Linked DNA regions of Mus musculus: regions 2, 3, 4, 5, 6 and 7 are each linked to region 1. Evidence: chromatin contacts called from public ChIA-PET, HiChIP or PLAC-seq and promoter capture Hi-C data. All regions are on one chromosome and are shown on one strand. Each heading gives the region's core, a stretch centred on a gene start, on an enhancer-like site or on the middle of the called end of the contact. The rest is flanking DNA. Distances are from core to core; before and after follow the strand shown.

Region 1 (2,700 bases), core at 87-2,586:
GGAGTCTTCCTAGTGGGACCCTAGCTTTGACTCTTCCTCACTGAGATGATATTTGAATAGAGAACCGGAGATGGAGGACAGACCCACAGAAACGCAGGAGGAAGAGCGAGCCACTGGTGCCAAGGCCCCCAACAACACACTTCATCATCCAAGGAGCGGCACCATGGCTGGACTAAAGGGAGCATCGTGGCAAGACACCAAGGTCAGGTAGCTTTGGAATCCCCACGCCATGGAAAGAGCTGAGATGTGGCCTTTCTGGGCATCTTACAAGGAAAACGCGTCCATCTGTTGCCTTGTTCTGGTCTGAAAGGTATCTCCCCCCCCCCCAGCCCCCCCCCCCCCGACAGATCAGGTGCTTCCACTGGCTCCAGGGAAAGGCTCCGGAGCTGGGATTTCCAAATCTTGGAAGCCTCACTGCCAGGAGTCACCGTGTGGCCTGAGGAAACCAAGATACCTCATACAGATTCCACATAGTCCCTGTCTCTACTGCTGCGTCCCTGGGGTCAGAAGAAGACCAACCCATAGCTTCTGTCTTTTTTCTCCTGGCCGGGCTATTCAGATGATAGCTAAAGACAAGGCAAGCTGCCTTATCTTCCCCAAGCCGGGACAGAAGGAGTTTATGAGGACGCTGATAGGAACCCTGAGAGGCTACTGGCCCTCTCAGGGTGCTCCTCAGAAAAGTCTCAGTGTGTGGTAATTATCTGGTTAGTGAGGACTTCAGCTGACCTCTGAAGAGTGACAGGACAGTCCTCCTCCTTCAGGAGATGGTGACCCACACCCATCAACCCATGCTGGGGTTACTCTGTTCTTCTCATGGTGCCACACAGGAGCTGGGCCAGTCTGGAGGAGAAAGGATGCTGGAGCCTTACTCTCAGGGGAGGAGCGCTCTCTTAGCTCACTCTCCAAGAACTGGGTGGGGAGTCTTTCAGACAGAACCTGTCTTTGGCCCTGAGTCTCATCCTGGTGACTGAGCCGGGCTTATCCCCGTGGCTTAGCAGAGCGAGCGGCCATGGAAGCTTTTCTGGACTGGGCTAGCAAGGCGTGAGGGTTTAAGCATGTGCCCGGAGAGCTCTGGCACCTGTTTGATACTTCCCAGGTTGATGGTGGCATTTCTGGTGTGAATCCAGCCCCTGGAGTATCCAGGTCCCGGGCTCCATCTGCCACCTCACTTGAGGGTGCCAGGCCCCTCACCTCTCCTACTCCAGGCCCACATCACCTTCCAGAATAACCCCCATCAGGAACGCGGCTAGGATCTTTCCTCCCTGTTGCTTTTCCAGTGAGGCCTCTTTTCCCCTTCATACAAGCACTTCCGAGAGAGCCAAATCGACCGCCCTCTAGGTTGCCATGGAAACAGAGCTTTCTTTCCTCCCTCCTGTTTACCTTGGTCAGGGGACTGCGACAAAAAGCAGCCTGTCGCAGGAGGAGAAGGGAGGGCGGGGGAGAGCGGAGGGAGAATCAGCTTGCCTTAAACCAGATCATTCCGGTTTGGAGTGGTTCTCTCCCCCGCAGCCCTAGGCCCCTCTTGCCACACTGGGCTGTGGAAGGCAGGGAGGGAGGGAGGATCCTCATCCTGCGAAGCTTTAGTGGAGAAGGTCCTACACCCGTGGTACCCCGTCCTAATTCCAAGTGGACCTGTCTCCCTCAAGGCCAGAGTTTGGCCTCCAGTGCATCCTCTGGAGGTGCTGCCCCAGGGTGACTGCTGTGCTCAGGTTGGCTCCCCACCCCAGGATAAAGAGATGGGAGCTGAAGGCCAGGCCTTGCTCTGTATATGTACTCTTGAGTGCCCTGGCCAAAGTGGCCTCACCCTATTTACCAAAAAGATCATTGTCGTAGCCTCGAACTTAAAATTTCCCAACTAACTGCCTTGGAGCGCGATTATATATCAGTGCCTTCTGAGCACCGCCTCTCCTCGCCCTAACTTTCCAAGTCTCCTGCAGTTTTTCTGGTTTCTTTCGTAGGCTTCCTCCCCTTCCAGAAGCCACCAGGAGGTGGTGGGTGCTGTCCCTGAAAAGCTTTCTAGCTCTTTGTGCTCCTCTGAGCCTTGAGCTAAAGTACTCTATTCTCAGTACCTGATTCCTCTAACCGGTTTGCTGGGTAGAAGCCCTGCCTCCGGGTGCTATCAGCCTGAATACAAGGTTGTGCCCCGGTGGCATCCCAGCCGGTTGCGTACCCACTAGATGCACAGTTAGCGTGGGCACCGGCCGCTGCTAGTCGCGGTGCCCACGACCAGGACCAGCGCTGCTCGCCAGGGGGCGGCAGAGAACCCACCCTGGGCAGCTTCTCCGCGAAGCACGAGGCCATTTTACATTCGAAAAATCCTGACCTGGCTCCGCATCTATGTGGACACTGGGAGCTTTGCCGGGACAAGTGACTGGCGGTGGCACCTGGGGGACTTGGCGCTCGCTTCCAGAGCAGCTTCCCGTCCCAGGCACAGGCTTCATCGTGCTGCACTGCGGCTCCGCGGAGCCCCGCCCACCTGGGGAAGGGTCTGGTCCTTTATCGGTGCAGTGAGAGTTCTTACCAAGGAGACCCTTCCTCTGGCATTGGGAGAGCTGGTAACTCCCTTGGCAAGAACACTTTGGTGGCCCTTGGCTTATCCTCCCGCATCCCAACACAATGTTTTTGTTTGGTTTCTGATTTTGTTTTAAGAAGCCCTGGTTGGCCTGAAACTCAGTGTATATAGACCAGGCTAGCCTCAAA
Region 2 (2,719 bases), core at 108-2,607, 610 kb before region 1:
CAGAGACCAGGGCCAGCCCTTCAGAGCGAGGTGCTGTCTTCTCCCTGGAGTTGGGTACATTGTGAGCCTCGCTGCAGTTCTGCCCTTAGATGGAACTTTTGTGTGAGGAAACTCACAGACTCCTGCAGGTTTCTTCACTGCAGAAACTGGGTGTGTAACCCACCGCCAACCAAGCTATAGGGCGGTGGCCATTGGGCTCCCAGGTTCTCTGGGGGAAGAGGGTGAATTATAGCTACTCTGTAATTAGGCTTTCTCAAACACTGACCTGGGAGGCTCTTCGCCAGCCTAAATGCAGTAAGCCACTTTCTAAACACTTCCGCTGCGCCTGTGATCTGATGGGGACCCTGATACTGCTTAAAGCACTGGCCCCGCTCCTTAGGCCTGTGGCCACACAAGTTTGGGAAGCTGCTAGTACTTTATGGTGCCACGGCTTTACTGCTGCACTTTGGATTTCACCTTGTGTGGGTCTTGACACATCTTCCTCCTCCTCCTCCTCCTCCTCCCTACCTTAATCCTGAACCTGGGTTCCCCGCCCCAAAGGCTGTTAACACAGACTGTAACATAATCACGGCTGCTTCTCACTATTTCTTTTACCAGTCACCATCTTCAGATGTTAATCCCAGTGCCCAGTGATCTTCCCGACAGACGCTCCATTCTTGTTTGGAAATTACGTTGAAGGGCGTGAACTACAAGAGGAATGGACTTTGGACATTGTGAGAGTAGTGGATAGAATGGAGGGTTGTCGTGTTAAGTCAAACAAGCCAGACTCAGGACAACTTGTACTGCATGTTCCCTGCCATATAAGGAATCTCAAGTGAAAAGCAAAACTCAACAGTGGGATGTGGTAGTGTACATCTTTAAGCCCAGCCACTGGGGAAGCTGAGGCAGGTGGATCTTGTGCATTGTAGGTCAGTTTGGTCTCCAGAGCCAAGTTCCAGGTCAGCTAGGAGTCCACAGGGAAACCCTGTCTGGGCTATCCAAAACAAGCAAGCAAACCAAGATCCAATGCACACATTTACACAGGAGACACAGAACGAGAAAGGGAGCGTTTGGGAAGGGGATGTGGAAGGGGGAGGGGTGGGTGGTGAGCACTGGCCACATACTCATTACTTGTGTGGAGATGGCATGATGAAGCCTGACATTTGGATAATGAAACATGGTAATAGTAAAAAGAAAATGGCACTTGGCCCTCATGTGGTCTGCAGATAGTATTCTTTTCCAAGCTGACCCGCTCACAGACCTGGCCCACACCATCCTGGTTCGAGGATCAGCTTTGAGGCCTCTGCTGTTCCAGGCTCCCTGAGGGGCATTGCAGTCATTAACTTGGACATCGCAGTGGTTAGAATCTTGACTGCTGAGTCACTGGGCTTCTCTTTGTTGAGTTGTTAAATCTCTTGTAAACCATCCTGTGTGGGCCTGCTGGGACAGCATTCCCAGTTTGTTAACCTGAGTGATCAATATTTTGGAAATGGCACCGCCTACGCCCTTGGCTTCTTGTCTGATGAAAGGTACCTCTGGCTTAAAGTTAGACCACATAGGAAAGAGTAGAATGATGTAGTTTGAGTTCCATAATTGCCCTCTGCCTGGCTGTAGAGTGAGCAAAAAGGATTGTTCTCAAAGACAAGTGTAATGTCCGCCCTCTGTGGGCCTTCTGCAGCCTGCATTGCTAAAGCCTTAGGGCTTACCAATTCCCCTTGAAAATAGACCTTCTCCTACCCTGTGCAAGACACCTTCATTCTTGCTCTGGTTGGATCTACAGGTTTATAGCATGCTGCAGCTCCTACACCAGCTTGCACAGTACACCTCGCTGCTGTGCCAAGTGGAAGGCCAAGGGCCGTGCTCCTTAGTCATAACCACCCCAGTGTCGCCAAATGCAGGTAGCCAATCCACAGCAGTGCCTGCGGAAGGAAGTAATAAATGTCTCTCACTGGACAGCAGAGAGAAGGGACCTTTTGAAAGTGTCTGAGTAGAGAACCCCACGTCCGTGGGATACACCCTGAGGTTCGTGTGTCACCGAAATACCACATACTGCTCCTCTCACGAAGGCTCTCTGCAGCGTGTCTGTCCCTGGAAAATGCTTGTAGCAGGTTGTCTTTGTGGCCCTGTAGAAGTTGAGGTGCATGCTTGCAAATCACCCTTAAAGAGGTCTTGCTGTATTTTGTCCACGGTGAGTCTCCAGTGAGTTTTTAAGTGACCATCGGAGTTTGATAGCCACTCTTACACACCCAGCTGCCAGTTCACAACCAGGGAAGACCTACAGAAACCTGTGCTCACCAGCGACAGCACAGGTCCCGCGTGGAGGCCCTTGAATGGAGAAGTAATCAGAATATATTTGCAGGTGCTCATTCAAGTGTGCGGAGATGGGAGGCACAAGGCAAAGGTATCTTTTTTTGACACATCCGTGTATGCCTCTCACTTGTGAGCTGGACCTCTTAGCTGCATCCCTCTACTAAAATGCCAAAGGAAAGTTCCGTATTGCTCGTTCGATCATCTCATGTACTACCTGATTTAACCCTTACAAAGCTCGGCTCTTCTGGGTACGGCTTCCAGATGTGTGAGCACAGCTACTGCAGTGACACGTGTGGCCTGGCCCAGACACACCGGTTAGGCCTGCCGAGTCCTGGTGGCCCTAACGTTTTGAAGCTGTGTTCCTCAAGGGGTGCTGGTTCAGGATGTGATAGTTCTTGTGAAATCTCCAAGCCCCGAGGGAAGTTATCTT
Region 3 (2,838 bases), core at 184-2,683, 760 kb before region 1:
CTGAGCTGGGTACATAAGCAAAGAGCCTGAGCTGGGCGGTCCAGGCAAAAGAGGGTTAAAAGGATGAAAGAATTAGACTTGAGGTTAGAAGGCCATAAGGATGGGTGTTAGAATTAGAGGGAGACCTAATGCATTCATAAGTGATGGAGAGAGACGGATAATCAAGGCCAGGCCGGAATGTTGGTCCTCTCCCATCCCACTCCTCAGTTACTGAGTTAGTGTTTTCTTATCCTTTTTCCACAATTCTGCCAACCCCGTTTTCCTTATAAAGACGGAAAAGTGTGAACCAACAGAAAAATAGCAATTTAATCATAGATTTTACTTATAGGATGTTTTTCCATGGTACATAAAAATGTAGAGACAGAGAATTGCGATTCGAAGTAGACCCCCCCCCCCACACACCTTGCACACACATACATTGCAAGTCATTAAGACTAAGGACTTCAAACTTAGTTTCCATACATCACTAGACACGAATAAGCCTTTAAACGCTAATACTTAAGTTAAATGCTAGCAGTGGGGACAGAATTGGTGGTTTGGAATATCAGGAAAATGCACGTTTGCGCTCTGTCCACACACACGCATATATATGTATATATAATTTCTAGTGTGTAGCATGCACAGTATGATTAAGGGATAAGCATGTTTCCCTGATCATCTTATTTCCAACCAAGCACGCATTTTATGGCAGTCATCTTGTCACCATTTGGAAGAATGTGGTCAGAAAAGTAGTGCCCAAACTGCCACTTTGGTTTTGTCTGTACCTTACAGGTCATGGCTTCATACCTCACTTCCTGACACAAACAAGTTTTTACTGTTGTCAGCAACAAAGCCCTAATATAGCCGCGGAAGAGAAAAACTGCCTTGCATTTTGCCTCTTGAGAGCATCATCAACAGTTACCGGAGGAATGTAATTCCAGAAAGCTCCGAAACTGGTAGTGATGGTAATTATGGACCAAATGCCCGGTTCTGGTTGTTATTTTCTGGGCATTTCTGTTCTACCAACGATCTGCGAGTGAGCTCACTGAGAGGGCAAATCTGGCTTTTCTTTTTGACTTTGTAAAATTTAATCAGGCCTGATAGGGAACTCACAGCTCTTGGGGGAAAATAAAGTAGGAACCACGAAATGTCATTTTAACAGAGCGTGGGCTTGGTGACTGCAGGAAAGGATTTAAGGACGCTCCTGTTCCGCTTGCTGTGTAATGAGCACTGGCTCCACGCACGCACCGACGCCATAGCTCCCGGATGCAGTGGCTCCCTTATCTGGGCTTTCGCAGCGCCACAAGCCCCTTCGGGATGCTTCGAGGGGCTCCTGGTGGGTGGTGGTACAAATGCTGCCGCCGCCGCCGCCGGCGGTCCTGCTGCTGTTGTTGCTGCTGCAGTCACGTGGGAGCCCCTTTAAGTTTCCATAGAGAGGCCTCTCCGGTGTCACATGATGGACATGATATAATGAAACAACATTGTGGAGAGGAAAGCATTAGGGGAGCCCACGGCTACAAAACAAGTGAGAAGAGGTGGGAGAAAGAGAAACTACGCCACCTCCTCTGCAGCCGAGCGCACGCAGCAGCCTGGCGTGACAAGTGGGCGACGCCAGGGACAGAGAGTGGGGGTCCTCCGCCCGCTCCGGGGACCCTGTCGCCCACCGTGGTGCGCTGAGCAACTTTTAGCCGGCAGCCCCGCACCTGTCTCAGAGTCCCCATCGCTCCCCACCAACCATCATGGGAAAATTCTAGAAGAATACGCTCTCGGAATCTACGTGCGCATCATTTTCCTCCTCACTCCAGAGGAAGGAACCAGAAAAGAGAGCAAAGCGGTGTAGTGTTCAGCCTCAAGGTAAGTTCTTTAGGGTGGGGAAAACGGGTCCAGCAGGACTTGGGGACAGGATTTGGTGCTCAACTCCCACCTTGGGGGTGGAAAAAGCGTCCCCGCACTCTCGGTGAGGCAGATGGGTTGGCGCGTCATCTGTGCTATTTTCCCGGTGGACTCTCTTGACGTCCACCCTCGCAGTCCCCGGGGCCCCCTTACGGTCCCCCACAAGGGGCCTGAGGCAGCGGGCCAGGATGCTCGGCGGGTGAGCGAAGGAAGGTAGGGTTGCTGCGTGAAACGGGCATGTCGGAGCTATTTCGCCATGTTTGTGTTGCTAAGAGCACTTTTTTTTCCCCTTTGCGGTGGCTTGATGCCACATGGCTCCTCCGGAGCTGCTGCCGGGTTGAGAGCGAGTGGTTTTTTTTTTTTTTTTCAATGTCCGCATTCCAGCTAATGTTGCGCAGATAAAATTCAAACTTGAGGTAAACAGACGAAGAGGAGGAGGAGGAGGGGAGGGACCGGCGGGGGGGGGTTGGGGGGGGGGAGGGAGGACTGTTTCCATTTCGAGATCCCACCTCTTCACTCAGAGGAGACCAACATCCCGAACCTAGAGGCAACTCATGCATGGCTCCCACGCCCCCCCACCTCGGCCGTCAACAAGAAGTAAGGGCTGGGGGCGAGCGGTTGGGAGGGACGCGACGTTTTGGTTCTAGGGGGAAGGTGGGGGGAGAGGCAGCCCCTGGGAAGCCGGAGCTTTGACTTCGGCTATTATTTTGGCGGAGGGAAGCAGGATGCGTCCTCTTGCTCTGGAGATGGGGGGTTGTATGTCCCCCCTCTCTATCACTACCTAATCGTGTTGCCTCACTCCCCCCCACCACAGGTTGCCCCCACAGGCGGGATGGGTGGGGCTTTGAGGTTCCAGAAGGCAGGTTACCTAGCAGGTGTGTAGGGTGGGCATTTGGATTTGGTAAGTCGCTTGGATTTGGTAGGAGACCATGGGGGAGGCAAAGCGAGTGCGTAGGTAGAGCTAAG
Region 4 (2,700 bases), core at 120-2,619, 850 kb after region 1:
GGATTATAAATATGGTCCAGCATGAACAGCTTTAAATTCTCATCTTTTAAAATGAGGTTTAGGAGCTGGAGAGTTGACACACTCACTGATCTTGTAGAGAACCCACACTCAATTCTCAGGATCTATATAGCAGCTCACACGGTAACTCCTCCAGGACCAAGTTGCACATGCATAAATATGTAGGCAAAACACTCATACACATAAAAATAAGTCTTTAAAACTATTTCATTAGAGCTGGGCGTGGTGGCGCACGCCTTTAATCCCAGCACTCGGGAGGCAGAGGCAGTCGGATTTCTGAGTTCGAGGCCAGCCTGGTCTACAGAGTGAGTTCCAGAACAGCCAGGGCCCTCTACACAGAGAAACCCTGTCTCGAAACAAACAAACAAACAAACAAACAAATAAGCAAACCAAAACTATTTCATTAAAAAAGGACTTATTTTGGAAGGTTGTTAATCTTTCACTACATTACATTACATTACACATGGTCAGCCTTCATTAGATACTAACAGTTATTTTTAGTGAAGCAGCAATATTGGGAAACTGGCATGTTAACTGAGGATTGCTAGACAGTTGATTTTGTTTGTCATTTATTTATTTATTTGTTAATTATTTTCTGAGACAAGGTCTCTTTGTGTATTCCTGGCTGTCCAGGAACTTGCTCTGTAGACTAGGCTGGTCCAAACTCAAGAGTTAGGCCTGCCTCTGACTCCAGAGTGCTGGGATTAAACCTGTCTGCCATCACCGCTTGGCTGTTTTTTTTTTTTTTTTTTTTGGTTTTTTTTTTTAAAGAGACAGAGTTCCACGTATTAGAGGCTGGTCTTGAATTCCTCCTGATGGTGTTGTGGCTAACTTCCAAGAGCTGAGATTACAGGCTCTCTTCCTTTCTTTCTTTCTCTCTCTCTCTCTCTCTTTCTTTCTTTTTTTTTTTTTTTTTGAGACAGGGTTTCTCTGTGTAGCCCTGGCTGTTCTGGAACTCTGTAGACCAGGCTGGCCTCGAACTCAAAAATCCGCCTGCCTCTGCCTCCCGAGTGCTGGGATTAAAGGCGTGCGCCACCACGCCCGGCTGAACTGATGTTTCTTAAACACTCCTTGGAGACGGGTGAAGAAGTAGGAACCGGGAGGAAAGACTTTGGATTCCTTGCTGACGAGATAAGATTTGGTCAGGAACGTTAAGAGTAGCCAGACTTGAAGCTCAAATAAAGACTTACGCACCTAGGAGACTGACTACCTTGTGCCTACTTCCCCTTGGTTCTCCTAGTCCGGCAGGGTCACTTCCGGGAGGAGGCGGGGGAAACAAGAGGAGGCGTGCCGGGAAGGAGGCAGTTTGTGGTGCACCAGGCGGAAGTGTGCCAAAGTCTACGGACGGCCACTTCCGGCCCGGGGAAGCCCTGCTTCGGCTCGCTGCGTGGTTCGTGTCATGCGGAGGTAGGCCTCTGCGAGCAAGGCGGGAGGTGCAGAAGCCAGAACCCGTGTCCGGACTCGAGAGTCTGCGATTCTGGCGGGAAGACAAGACAAAAAGGAGGCAGGAACCTGAAAGCGACCTCTCCGCTGTTTCCGAGGGGGCAACTTCCACGAGGAACCCCCCTTCCCTGGTAACGGCCAGAAAGGAGGAGATGGCGCCAGTCAGGGAGCGGCTGTGGCCGAGACAGTGAGGACGCTTGAAGGCAGAGCAAGCGGAAGCCTAGGGAGGAGTATCGGGCTCTTTGCTGTCATCGCCGCCGCTCCCGCCAGCATGGAGGGAGCCAAGCCAACCTTGCAGCTCGTGTACCAGGCGGTGCAAGCGCTTTACCACGACCCGGATCCCAGCGGAAAGGAGCGCGCCTCGTTTTGGCTTGGGGAGCTGCAGCGTTCGGTGAGGTTCGGGGAGAGTCCGTTCTGAGCCGCGCGGGACCAGGGCCGAGTGGGATGGGATGGTTCTCCGCTTGAGTGGAGCGCTTGGCAGTGGGAGATCCTCTTTCCGAAGGAGCTGGTGCCGCGGGGTGGGGCTGAGCAGCCACAGATGTGCTGCCTTTCGGAAACCAGTGGCAACTGATTGGTCACGAACGGGCCCTTTCCCTCGTCTGTGGAATCCGTTTTGTAGTTCTGTACGTCTCGCTTGTGGTCTGGCTCTCCTTTAAGTGCTTTTGGTACACCTTCCGTATTCAAGAGTTGCATCTGGCAATACCTTCCCTTTGGCAGCCTTACTCACCCCTCAGTGTCCCTTGCCGATTTTCATTCGTGTTATTCTCGAAATTTCTCAGGCTTCTAGATTCGTGTTCGTACAAATTTTCTCCTCTCATTGGAGTGCAACGTAATATAAAGAAAAATTAGTTATGGTTTCAGGAAATCTTTGTAGTTCTTTTGTTTTATATCAGATTCCTACTGTATTTCTTCTGCCTGTACGTTTTTATTTGTAAGATGGCTATCATAGCTATATTAATTAGTCCATATTTTTGTGAGCATGTGGTGGAGTGTGTGTTGTATCTATCGTATTTCCACATGTTAAATTTTTGGGCTCATGTTTTTTCATTTTTTGACTCACACTTTGTATTTTCTTCCATGATTTTTCACACTCACCTTTGCTATGTTTTTATTTTTTATGAATTTTAATAGCTTGTGATTTTGCTGACAGTGTTTAGGTTTTAGTCTATGAACTGTGAAATTCTTTGAAAACTAAGGAGCCTCTTAACAGACTAAGTACCTACTTTCTTTTTCTTTTCC
Region 5 (2,700 bases), core at 26-2,525, 670 kb before region 1:
GGAAGATGGTGTCATTTCAGATATGTGTCCTGAGTGGGTTTTTTTTAAATCTCAATTTACAGAATTTTTATGTCCACAGAGTGTTGGAAGTAGTTAGGTACTCAGAGCAAGCACCACTTGTGTAGGGCATACATTCACTTGGATGCCTGTTGCCCGAGTCAGGTAGCTGAGTTGGGGAGTCCATGTAGAACTCATTATATAAAGTTGTTGATTTAAAGCCTATAGCGCAGCGCATCTGTCCGGTTCCCGCGCCTTTTCCTCGTGCACATCCTTTGGCAGCGTGTCTTTTGTTTCCCCAGGCACACAATCTTCTAATGCAGCCTGTGAGTGGCAGCCCCTTTGACATAGGTCACCCAAGACCATCAGAAAACACAGATATTTACATTATGACTCCTAACAGCAAAATTACAGTTATGAGGTAGCAACAAAAACTAATTTATGGTTGGGGGTCAGCACAACATGAAGAACAGTATTAAAGGGCCGCAGCATTAGGAAGGTTGGGAACCACTGCTCTGACATAATGTTTGGATTCAGTCTCAAACACTGACTGCTCTTCCTCCGGCATTTGTCAGCTTGGATTTTACCCCTCTAGCATGGAGGTGGGGGTTGGGGGGAGGGCAGGCACAGGCAACTCAACCTGACTCTCCTTTCACAAAAGTTACAGATGCTCTACGTGGGGTTGTCCTGATGACTAGAGTCAGAGAGAAATCACCCAATGGTGTCTGCGGTCAGCAGTGTTAGTTCTCTAGACAGGCAAATGGCCCTAAATGGTAAAGTGCAGGATAAAGACCCAGGATGCTTGGATGAGGGGCACACTCTTGGGCCCCACAGAGGCATCAACACAGGTTGTTCAAGAACACATTGAAACATTTGTTTATGAAGGCTGGGTTACACCTTTGTTTCAGCTCTTGTTAGTTTTTCAACAAAAGTTAACATTTCCTTTTTTATAACTTTCCCACCTCCATGGAATCCCCAAACCATGGCCCCGGCCTCTTAGCCTGAGAGTGTGGTACCTGCCTGCCTGTACCTACTTCAGACTCACCAGCAGTCATATACAGAGAGCAAGCTCTGGCATTGGTGTGGGATACGTTGGTAAATTGCCGGTGTCGACATCATAATTCTCTCTCGCCTGGCGGAGGAGCCAGCTCTCCTTGTGGTTGGCTGTGGTTTCCTCTGGGCTGGGGAGAGTGGCAGGGAAACAACGAACCCTGTCTAGTTTTGACTCTGCCCGGGTGTAATGCATCCTGCGGCTCTCCTGAGATGGGCTGTGAGAGGCTTACCAGAAGGTTGGCAAATGAGACTTCCACACGCCTCAGCACCCGGTAGCCAATGGCTTGCTGAGCCAACATAGATTACCCCCTTGTGGTTTCATTCATCAAGGGGATCCCCGGCTTCATCAGAACACAGCCATGACTCTTCCCTGCCTCCTCCAGAAAAGCAAGTGCGCACATCTTGCCCTAAGAAGAACTCGGGGTGCCCTGGGTAAGCAGAAATGGGAGGGATCCTCCCCTAGTTTCCTCTGTGTGGATTGGGGGTGTTAGGGAAAGAAGCTCAGAGCTGCTTTTCTTTGAGTTTTCTTTTTTTTTTTTTAACCCAACTGCTATTCAGCGTTTCCTTCTGTCTCACCCTCTTCATGTGTAACCCACCTTCATCAAGTTGTACTTTCAGTTTCACATTTTAAATTACAGGATTCCTCTTTTCCTTGTGCATTTGAAAGGTTTTTGTAAACTAAGTAGCCACAGTTACTAAGTTACTAATTACGCCTAGTTCCTGGTTCTAAACCAGTTTTTAGGAAGTTTTTAGGAGGTGCTTTCACAGCTAGGCAGAGGGGAACGATCCCTGTAATGAGTTTAGGAACTGATGGTAACATGTCTGTCCGGCTTGCCCGTCTCAGAGGCCAACCTCGGAAAGAACACTGCTGAATCTTTTCTGGTGAAGTCAAGATCTCTCTTCCCCGTCTGTTGGTCTGTTTTCTGTCGGCCAAGCAGCTCATCCCTGTCTCTGGGCGTGGGCTTTGGTCTGTGTACATTCAGTGTGGTGGCATTTTTCTAGAAGAAGTGACTAAATCTTCTTGGATGAATTCTCTCTTTGAACGAGGTGGTTGGTTGCATCAGAGAGGCATTTACAGTAAATGGCTCCCCCTTCCTGTGCTGGCCACATGCGAAAGAATGCTCTAATTCTTGTTTTGAGGAAGCAGGAGCTATACAGCTCTGAAAACTCCCTGGTCTCATTAAATAGCCAGATTTGAATCTTAAAATTTTTTTCAAGTTGGAATCACTTTGTGCTCCCTAAATAAATGGCGCAGAGAGAGAAAGCTTTCCACTCCCGAATTCTGTCTGGAGCGCCTGATAGTTCCCAGTTCAGAAAGAGGAAATGGCATTGAATATAGATGTAGTGACGAAGGTCTAAAGTAAGTTCTTCACAGCCATTTTGTATTCCGGCCATCTGCTTCTTAGGTGTATGGGTGCTTGGTCTTTGGTGCCCTGGTTCTCAGTGCGATCCCGTAGCTCTTTGCCGAGGTTCTCAGGAAGCAGGTCTTCCCCCTAGTGGAAATGCGTGAGGGCGCTCTGGCTGTTCTTTGAGGGAACTTTAAGGTGCAAGCCCCATACAAGAAAACGTACGCAGTATTCCAAATGAGTTTATGTTAGGTGTTCATGTAGTCACCAATTAGTTTATAATTTTTTAAGCCTAGATTTAACT
Region 6 (2,810 bases), core at 208-2,707, 770 kb after region 1:
AGGCCCACTATTATTCCCTCTGGCAAATCTGAACTATTGGTCTCAGGCTGAAAGAGGCAAAGATGATAGGCTTCTGGGCTGCAGCTTTGGTGCAGTAGAAGCTGGCAGAAGAATGGAGAGATGGGGAAGGACTTCCCCTTGTTATCAAATCCAGAGGGGCCCACGCACTCTCTGGCTATGAAACAGGACTCAGCTAGCATTCTCTAATGGGCTCCCCCTCCCCCTGAATTCTCAGCCCTCTCCTGCCATCCCCCAATACACTGCATTAGATTTTTGCTGGGAGGAAGGGCAGGCCTGTGGACTTGAACATATTTACCCAGATCAGTCAAATCAATAAGGATGGTAGAGAGGGGACGGAAATCCAGGTGTCAGGAGCTCGGGGTTAATATTGTTTACACTTTTCCACCCCAAACAAAAGATTCTGAAAGGAGCCATAGCTTCCAGCCCAACAACAACAACAACAACAACAACAAAATCCTATTTGAATCATCTGAAGCCTGTCAGCTCCAAGTAGAGAAGCTGGTCTTGAAGAAGGTAGGGCAAAGTTTAGGGCCATGCTGGGGTACACATCGGACCTGGAGACCATTCTTAACCCTTTTCAGCCCTGACAGGAGCAGACACCCGAGGCCTGCAAAAGGGACAGATATAGTCCCTTGACACAAGCCCCTGAGGAACTGGGGCGAAGGAAGGCTTGGGGTTTCTCTTCCTTCTCTCTCCCTCCACCCCCGCCCCGCGCCCCGTATGGCCAGTCGGGCCTTCCAGCCCCCAGGCCTGAAAGTCCCTAACCATGAAATATGCCCATGGGGCTGTCCAGCCAGCTCTTTCTTTCCCCAAACCCTTTTTATTTCATGGCCTGACACAGATCCTCATCCCTGCTAAAGCTTCATCCCTGGCAGCAAGGATGATTGCCCACCTCTTAACGTCCCCTTTTGACACGGCGCCACTGTGGTTTTCCTCCCCCGGAGAAATGCCCCCAAGTGTCACCAGCTCAGAAAACTACGAAGCACCACTCGACACGCTCCTGGGCACCGGGCAGCCCAGGCCAAACCTCCCAGCCTCAGGCAGCCCCCTCGGCGCTCCAGAGATGCCCGAGAGTCCGGGTGCCCCCTGACCCCCCGAATCTCACCCAGAAGAGCATGTTGAAGAAGAAGAGCAGGTATTTCACCAGCGGGCTGACGAAGGAGAACTCGTCCCCGTAGGCAGCCGGCACGCCAGGTCTCCGCGCCATGGTCCGCCGCTGCCCCCGGGGGGCCTATCTCCCAGCGGCCACCGGCCCACCTGTGCGCCCTGCAGCCCGGGGCGGGAGCCGCGGGGCCACGGGGACCCGAACGCCGGGGCAGCCGCGCCGCGCCGGGAGCCGCCCGAACCGTGCGTCGGGGAGCCGCGCGGCCAGGGAACGGCGCCGCCGCTGAAGCCGCGGCGGGCAGCGTGAGCAGCGGAGACTCCACCGCGGCCGCAGACCAGCTTGGCCCGCCCGGCTCTCAGGAAACCGGGCCCGCCCCCCGGACGGCCATTGGTGAGGCTGCCCGAGGCTGACTTCTCATTGGTCGGCGGCCCATGTCACTAAGCAGCCAGCCATCCCTCTCCTCCGAGAGGCGGGGGAGACACCTGTTCTGTGAGGGACAACTTGCTAAAGGGTCAGTGGTTCTGCTTCTGCCCGCCTAGACGGAAAGCCTGCAGGCTGCAGCTGCTTAAGGGAAAAAGAATGAGGAAAAGGAATGTTTCCTGCATCCCACACCCACGTCCTCTGCCCAGTTGCTGTGCACGCACGCAAACACACGTACGTTAAAATCAACAAGTACGCACTTTGTGTGTTGAGCAATTCGTTAAACGCTGTGGGAATAGAAAAGAAGGTTGATCCTCAGGGATCAAGACAATAAAATCAGAGTGACAAATGACAGGTACTAACAACCAGAAAGAGAAGAATAAATACCCCTGCTTAGCAATCAAATACTTTAAATGCTCGTTTTAAAAGCCTCATAACCTAACAGTGGAATTCTCAAACCATCCTTTTCTCTCATTACCGTCCAACCTCTCTATCCAAACCCTCTCAGAACGTTTGTTTACGTGGAGACACCGGTTTTTTGTTTTTAATTTTGTTTTGTTTTGTGTTTGGCATGTTAATAGGATATGCACAGATTGACTCCCAAGTACAATGTGGTGTACATTGTACTAGCTACACAAGTACGATTTTAACCTGGGGAGGAGTCTGATTTTGCCATCAATAGCGTGATTCCCCAAGCTACACTTTTTGTAACGTTGAGTGGGAAAACTGCAGCGTAAGGCATTGATCAAATAAGAATCTGTTAGTGCATGCAAATGACTTACACGGAGATGGCTGATAAGGGGGCTCACTAAAATGTGGTACTTTCACTCCTTTAAAAGATTCTTTTAAAATGTGTGTGTGTGTGAGTGTGTGTGTGTGTGTGTGTGTGTGTGTGTGTACCACTGTGCACACAGGTGCTGATGGAAGCCAGAAAAGGATGTCAGATCCCCAGGAACTGGAGTTACCGGGATTTGTGAGCTCCTTAAGTCAGTGCTGGGAACTGAACTTTGGTCCTCTGTAAGAGCAACAAGTGCTCTTAATAACTGAGCCATATCTCTAGCCCTGGTATTTTGTTTCAATAGGATTCAAAATCCAGTGTGGAAATACAATAACTGCATGAATAACTATTATGTAATTGGAAGAAGTTGAGCACCAGAAGGTGTCATGGCGGGAGAAACGAGGAGGATGAGATTTTAGAGACAGTGGGGACGTGAAATCCAGGTGGACACAAAAAGGTGTGTCGAAGCTTGGACAGATAAAAGCA
Region 7 (2,809 bases), core at 228-2,727, 700 kb before region 1:
TTATGTTCCTTCCCCGCATTCCCTTCTAAATGCAACCTGTAAACCTGGGCTTCCTATGGCTTCCTATGGCTGTCACATGATCCTTCCAGAACCCTCCCAGTGCACAGTGGCCTGGGGCCAGCACACCTTTGCGTCTCAGAGTACTTACTGTACAGCAAGCAGTTAGAGCTATGCAGAACTGCTTTCTTCATATAACTTGTGTATTTGTGAGGAAAAATATTGTTAGCATTGAAATTTTTTTCCCAAGCAGCCATTCTTAGCACTTGCGGAAGACAGTGCAGGAGATGCTGATTGAAACCCATGGAAATAATTAGAGCAGAAAGACAAGGCTGACAAGAACTTATCCCAGGTCTGGGGCACCTTGCTTCAGCTTGCCTTTGAAGAAAATGAATGCGGTGTTAATTGCTGCTGGGTTGAATAGTGGTGACGGAGCCCATTTAGCACCGACCAACCGCCCGCCCGCCCACAGTGGAGAGCTCCCGAGAGGCAGGGAAATGGGAAGTGGAGACACCGATGCCCACCTCCACCCCTCCATAGCCCCATAGCTCAGATCACAGGAGACCACACCTGGGCTGGGGAGGGCAAGTGGGGGCGGGGGTGAAGTATCATTTTAAAAAAATGGCTTCCTGTAATTCTGCAGTATTAACTTTGCTGTTAAATTGAGTCAATAGGTGTGTACTCTGTTCAGGAAAGAGAACAGGGAAGACACTAGATATGAGGAAGGACACTGCGTACTGGCTAGCTTACTTAGAAAGGAAACTCTTGCTTGTCGTGGAACTTTAAGGGAGGCTTCCTCAGTGCCAGAGTAAATCTCACCACCACCGTGACTGCCACGGCAGCAGGGGTACCTAGCCACCAGGGTGTGGACCCTTCACATCCTGAAGGTGAGGCCACCGGATGGATGGAGAAGAATTGCTGCTACATTTTATCAGTGATCCCTCAGGCCAGTCCCTGGTGTCCCTAGTTCAGGACATCCGTGCCTTCCTCTCCTTCTTGTATTTTGTGTTATTCTATTTTGTATTTTGAGATAGGATCCCATCTTTTGTGTGTGGGAAGAGGGAAATAAATCATGTGACACCACCCCCCCCCCCTCCCAGCGGGGCCTTCAGGGACAAGTCTGCTTTGTGTTATCTTTTTGCCCGGTCTCCGTTCTGCCTCAAATGTGAGTGCCACTGTCTCAGGTTAGGTCACAGTGTTAGAACCACAGACGGGGGAACCTACTGGCTGTCCTGGGTTCCTGTAAACTAGGGGACAAAGCTGCCACAGCCAGACTTAGCTGCGATCATCGGCATCAGGTTCTTTTCCTGGGCAGGCTCTGCTTGACCTTGTTTAAAATGGCGCTCTCCTCCTCCTCCTCCTCGGATTAGGAGTCTGAAGTTGAAGAATGAGGAAACATGTTCAGTCCCTCCCAGGTGGAGCCAGCACGGCAGTCCATGGCAGTCCACGTGGCAGCCTCCCCGGCTTTATGTCCCTGAGCTCCGCCCTCACTTGTGTGTCGCTGTCTGACAACAGCCTTTTCGGCCCATGGTTTTGTATCTTTCACATTTGGCAGAGTCCCAGTTTTGTGGATTTTTTTTTCTCTTAAAGACATTGGGTTTTTCAGAGAAATTTCATCTGTGGCTTTTGAAAGTGACAAACAAGTTAACTGTATTTTAGTCAATAATTTTTATCAGAAAATCTTGCTCTTAATTTCAAAGAACCCGGCACCATGCATTTCCAGAACTTACTTTAGTTTAATAATGAAGACATTTCTGTGGAAAGAGCAGTTTAAAGTGAGAGGCTTTCTGAATTCTTTTGTTCTGTCTGTATTAGAAGAGATTTTCAAGAAATTGTGAGCTTTTTTTTTTTTTTTTTCCTTTTGGTTCTCTGTTCATAGCAAGGACTCCAGAACATAGGGGCATGCCGTGAGGCTAGAAGTTCTGTTTAGGTTGTCCAGAATGTAGAGGGCTGGAAAAGAGGCCTGCCATGGCTGCCTGCCAGGGCGGGGCAGCTGGCAGCTGACAGTGGAGAGCAGGTGCCCTGTGGGTCTGGGCCGTGTAGACAAGTAGTTGGCAACAAAACCTGAAGTGAAGAGGGGGCTCGTGATCTGCTGCCAAGGTTCCTGGTGGTGCCCAAGTGACCCTTCCAAATCCATCCGTTTTTGTTCTCTCTTGAGTGGAGCTCATAATTGCTTCCTTAGCACAGCAATCTCCCAGTGCAGTCCCCGGGCCAGGGCCACCAGAATACAAAGGAGACGAAACCATGGCCAGTGAGTTGGGAACTTTTGTTTTCTGTTCAGTATTTTAAAATCAACCCCACGTCCCCTCTGTGTGTGTGTGTGTGTGTGTGTGTGTGTGTGTGCGCGCGCGCGCATGCATGCATGCATGCATGCATGCATGCATGCTTGCACAAGTGTTAGTGGGGTCAGGGAATGACTTTATGTGGTGACTTCTTTCCTTCCACCTTCATGTGGGTTTCAAGGATGTACCTTAGGGCAGCATGGTGCATGGTAGTCAAGGGCCCTCACCACTGAGCTATCTTGCCAGCCTCCTTACTTAACCTGTATGTTCATTTGAAGTTCTGTGTCATACTACCTCCCCTGTAAGTTCCCAGTGCACACTTAGCACTTTGAAAGTCTGTGAAGTTGGGAAACTGATGGAATTTTGATCTGATTTTTGAAACACACTAAAACTAATAGCTGTTGAATCTGAAACAAGCAAAAACCCCCCTGGGGAATGACACAAACCTGTAACACCATCATCACAGGGACAGTGAGGCTGAGGCTATCACACTCAAGGCCAGAGTAGGCTGTGCGGAAAATGTTCTCTGA

Evidence for each region. Promoter capture Hi-C pulls out the DNA fragments that hold promoters and counts their contacts. ChIA-PET counts read pairs in DNA pulled down with a chosen protein or histone mark. HiChIP or PLAC-seq counts read pairs in DNA pulled down with a chosen protein or histone mark.
Region 2: a contact with region 1 is called in a FOXA1 HiChIP or PLAC-seq map of pancreatic cancer cells. The contact joins the enhancer-like site here to the promoter of 1700012C14Rik in region 1. A contact is called at or near these places in 3 of 39 promoter capture datasets (the C10 cell line, cranial neural crest and embryonic stem cells) and 4 of 115 datasets of contacts at active chromatin or transcription factors (embryonic basal ganglia, embryonic stem cells, extraembryonic endoderm stem cells and 1 more).
Region 3: an RNA polymerase II ChIA-PET map of memory CD8 T cells shows a contact between it and region 1, with 18 read pairs. The contact joins the promoter of Lncpint here to the promoter of 1700012C14Rik in region 1. A contact is called at or near these places in 1 of 484 Hi-C or Micro-C datasets (embryonic stem cells) and 2 of 115 datasets of contacts at active chromatin or transcription factors (memory CD8 T cells and pancreatic cancer cells).
Region 4: a promoter capture Hi-C map of liver shows a contact between it and region 1, with 2.3 times the contacts expected there. The contact joins the promoter of Tnpo3 here to the promoter of 1700012C14Rik in region 1. A contact is called at or near these places in 2 of 39 promoter capture datasets (both in liver).
Region 5: an H3K27ac HiChIP or PLAC-seq map of microglia shows a contact between it and region 1, with 6 times the contacts expected there. The contact joins the enhancer-like site here to the promoter of 1700012C14Rik in region 1. A contact is called at or near these places in 1 of 39 promoter capture datasets (hippocampal neurons) and 5 of 115 datasets of contacts at active chromatin or transcription factors (large pre-B cells, memory CD8 T cells, microglia and 2 more).
Region 6: a contact with region 1 is called in an HNF4G HiChIP or PLAC-seq map of pancreatic cancer cells. The contact joins the promoter of Tspan33 here to the promoter of 1700012C14Rik in region 1. A contact is called at or near these places in 1 of 39 promoter capture datasets (liver) and 2 of 115 datasets of contacts at active chromatin or transcription factors (bone marrow-derived macrophages and pancreatic cancer cells).
Region 7: a promoter capture Hi-C map of the 3T3-L1 cell line shows a contact between it and region 1, with 4 times the contacts expected there. The contact joins the enhancer-like site here to the promoter of 1700012C14Rik in region 1. A contact is called at or near these places in 4 of 39 promoter capture datasets (the 3T3-L1 cell line, the C10 cell line, liver and 1 more) and 1 of 115 datasets of contacts at active chromatin or transcription factors (pancreatic cancer cells).

The regions. Positions count from the first base shown.
Region 1 is chr6:30,459,621-30,462,320 of GRCm38.p6, reverse strand. It overlaps 1700012C14Rik (RIKEN cDNA 1700012C14 gene), which reads right to left and starts at 1,336. Exons shown (of 2, transcript NR_131049.1): 1 at 1,192-1,336.
Region 2 is chr6:31,065,664-31,068,382 of GRCm38.p6, reverse strand. No RefSeq gene overlaps it. Among named protein-coding and RNA genes, the nearest start is that of Mir29b-1, 3.9 kb to the right of the region's middle. Within about 2 kb of position 1,357, at least 33 of the 459 cell types and tissues checked have an H3K27ac peak or open chromatin away from gene starts, as enhancers often do. A contact at or near this core is called in pancreatic cancer cells, where this site is marked.
Region 3 is chr6:31,217,069-31,219,906 of GRCm38.p6, reverse strand. It overlaps Lncpint (long non-protein coding RNA, Trp53 induced transcript), which reads left to right and starts at 1,433. Exons shown (of 4, transcript NR_110471.1): 1 at 1,433-1,833.
Region 4 is chr6:29,608,518-29,611,217 of GRCm38.p6, reverse strand. It overlaps Tnpo3 (transportin 3), which reads left to right and starts at 1,369. Exons shown (of 23, transcript NM_177296.5): 1 at 1,369-1,852. The coding sequence starts at 1,733.
Region 5 is chr6:31,125,231-31,127,930 of GRCm38.p6, reverse strand. The region is part of intron 3 of Lncpint (long non-protein coding RNA, Trp53 induced transcript); the gene reads left to right. Among named protein-coding and RNA genes, the nearest start is that of Mir29b-1, 63 kb to the right of the region's middle. Within about 2 kb of position 1,275, at least 247 of the 459 cell types and tissues checked have an H3K27ac peak or open chromatin away from gene starts, as enhancers often do. A contact at or near this core is called in memory CD8 T cells, microglia, pancreatic cancer cells and 1 more, where this site is marked.
Region 6 is chr6:29,692,861-29,695,670 of GRCm38.p6, reverse strand. Tspan33 (tetraspanin 33) reads right to left here and starts at 1,457. Exons shown (of 8, transcript NM_146173.3): 1 at 1,127-1,457. The coding sequence starts at 1,228.
Region 7 is chr6:31,158,124-31,160,932 of GRCm38.p6, reverse strand. The region is part of intron 2 of Lncpint (long non-protein coding RNA, Trp53 induced transcript); the gene reads left to right. Among named protein-coding and RNA genes, the nearest start is that of Lncpint, 59 kb to the left of the region's middle. Within about 2 kb of position 1,477, at least 76 of the 459 cell types and tissues checked have an H3K27ac peak or open chromatin away from gene starts, as enhancers often do. A contact at or near this core is called in pancreatic cancer cells, where this site is marked.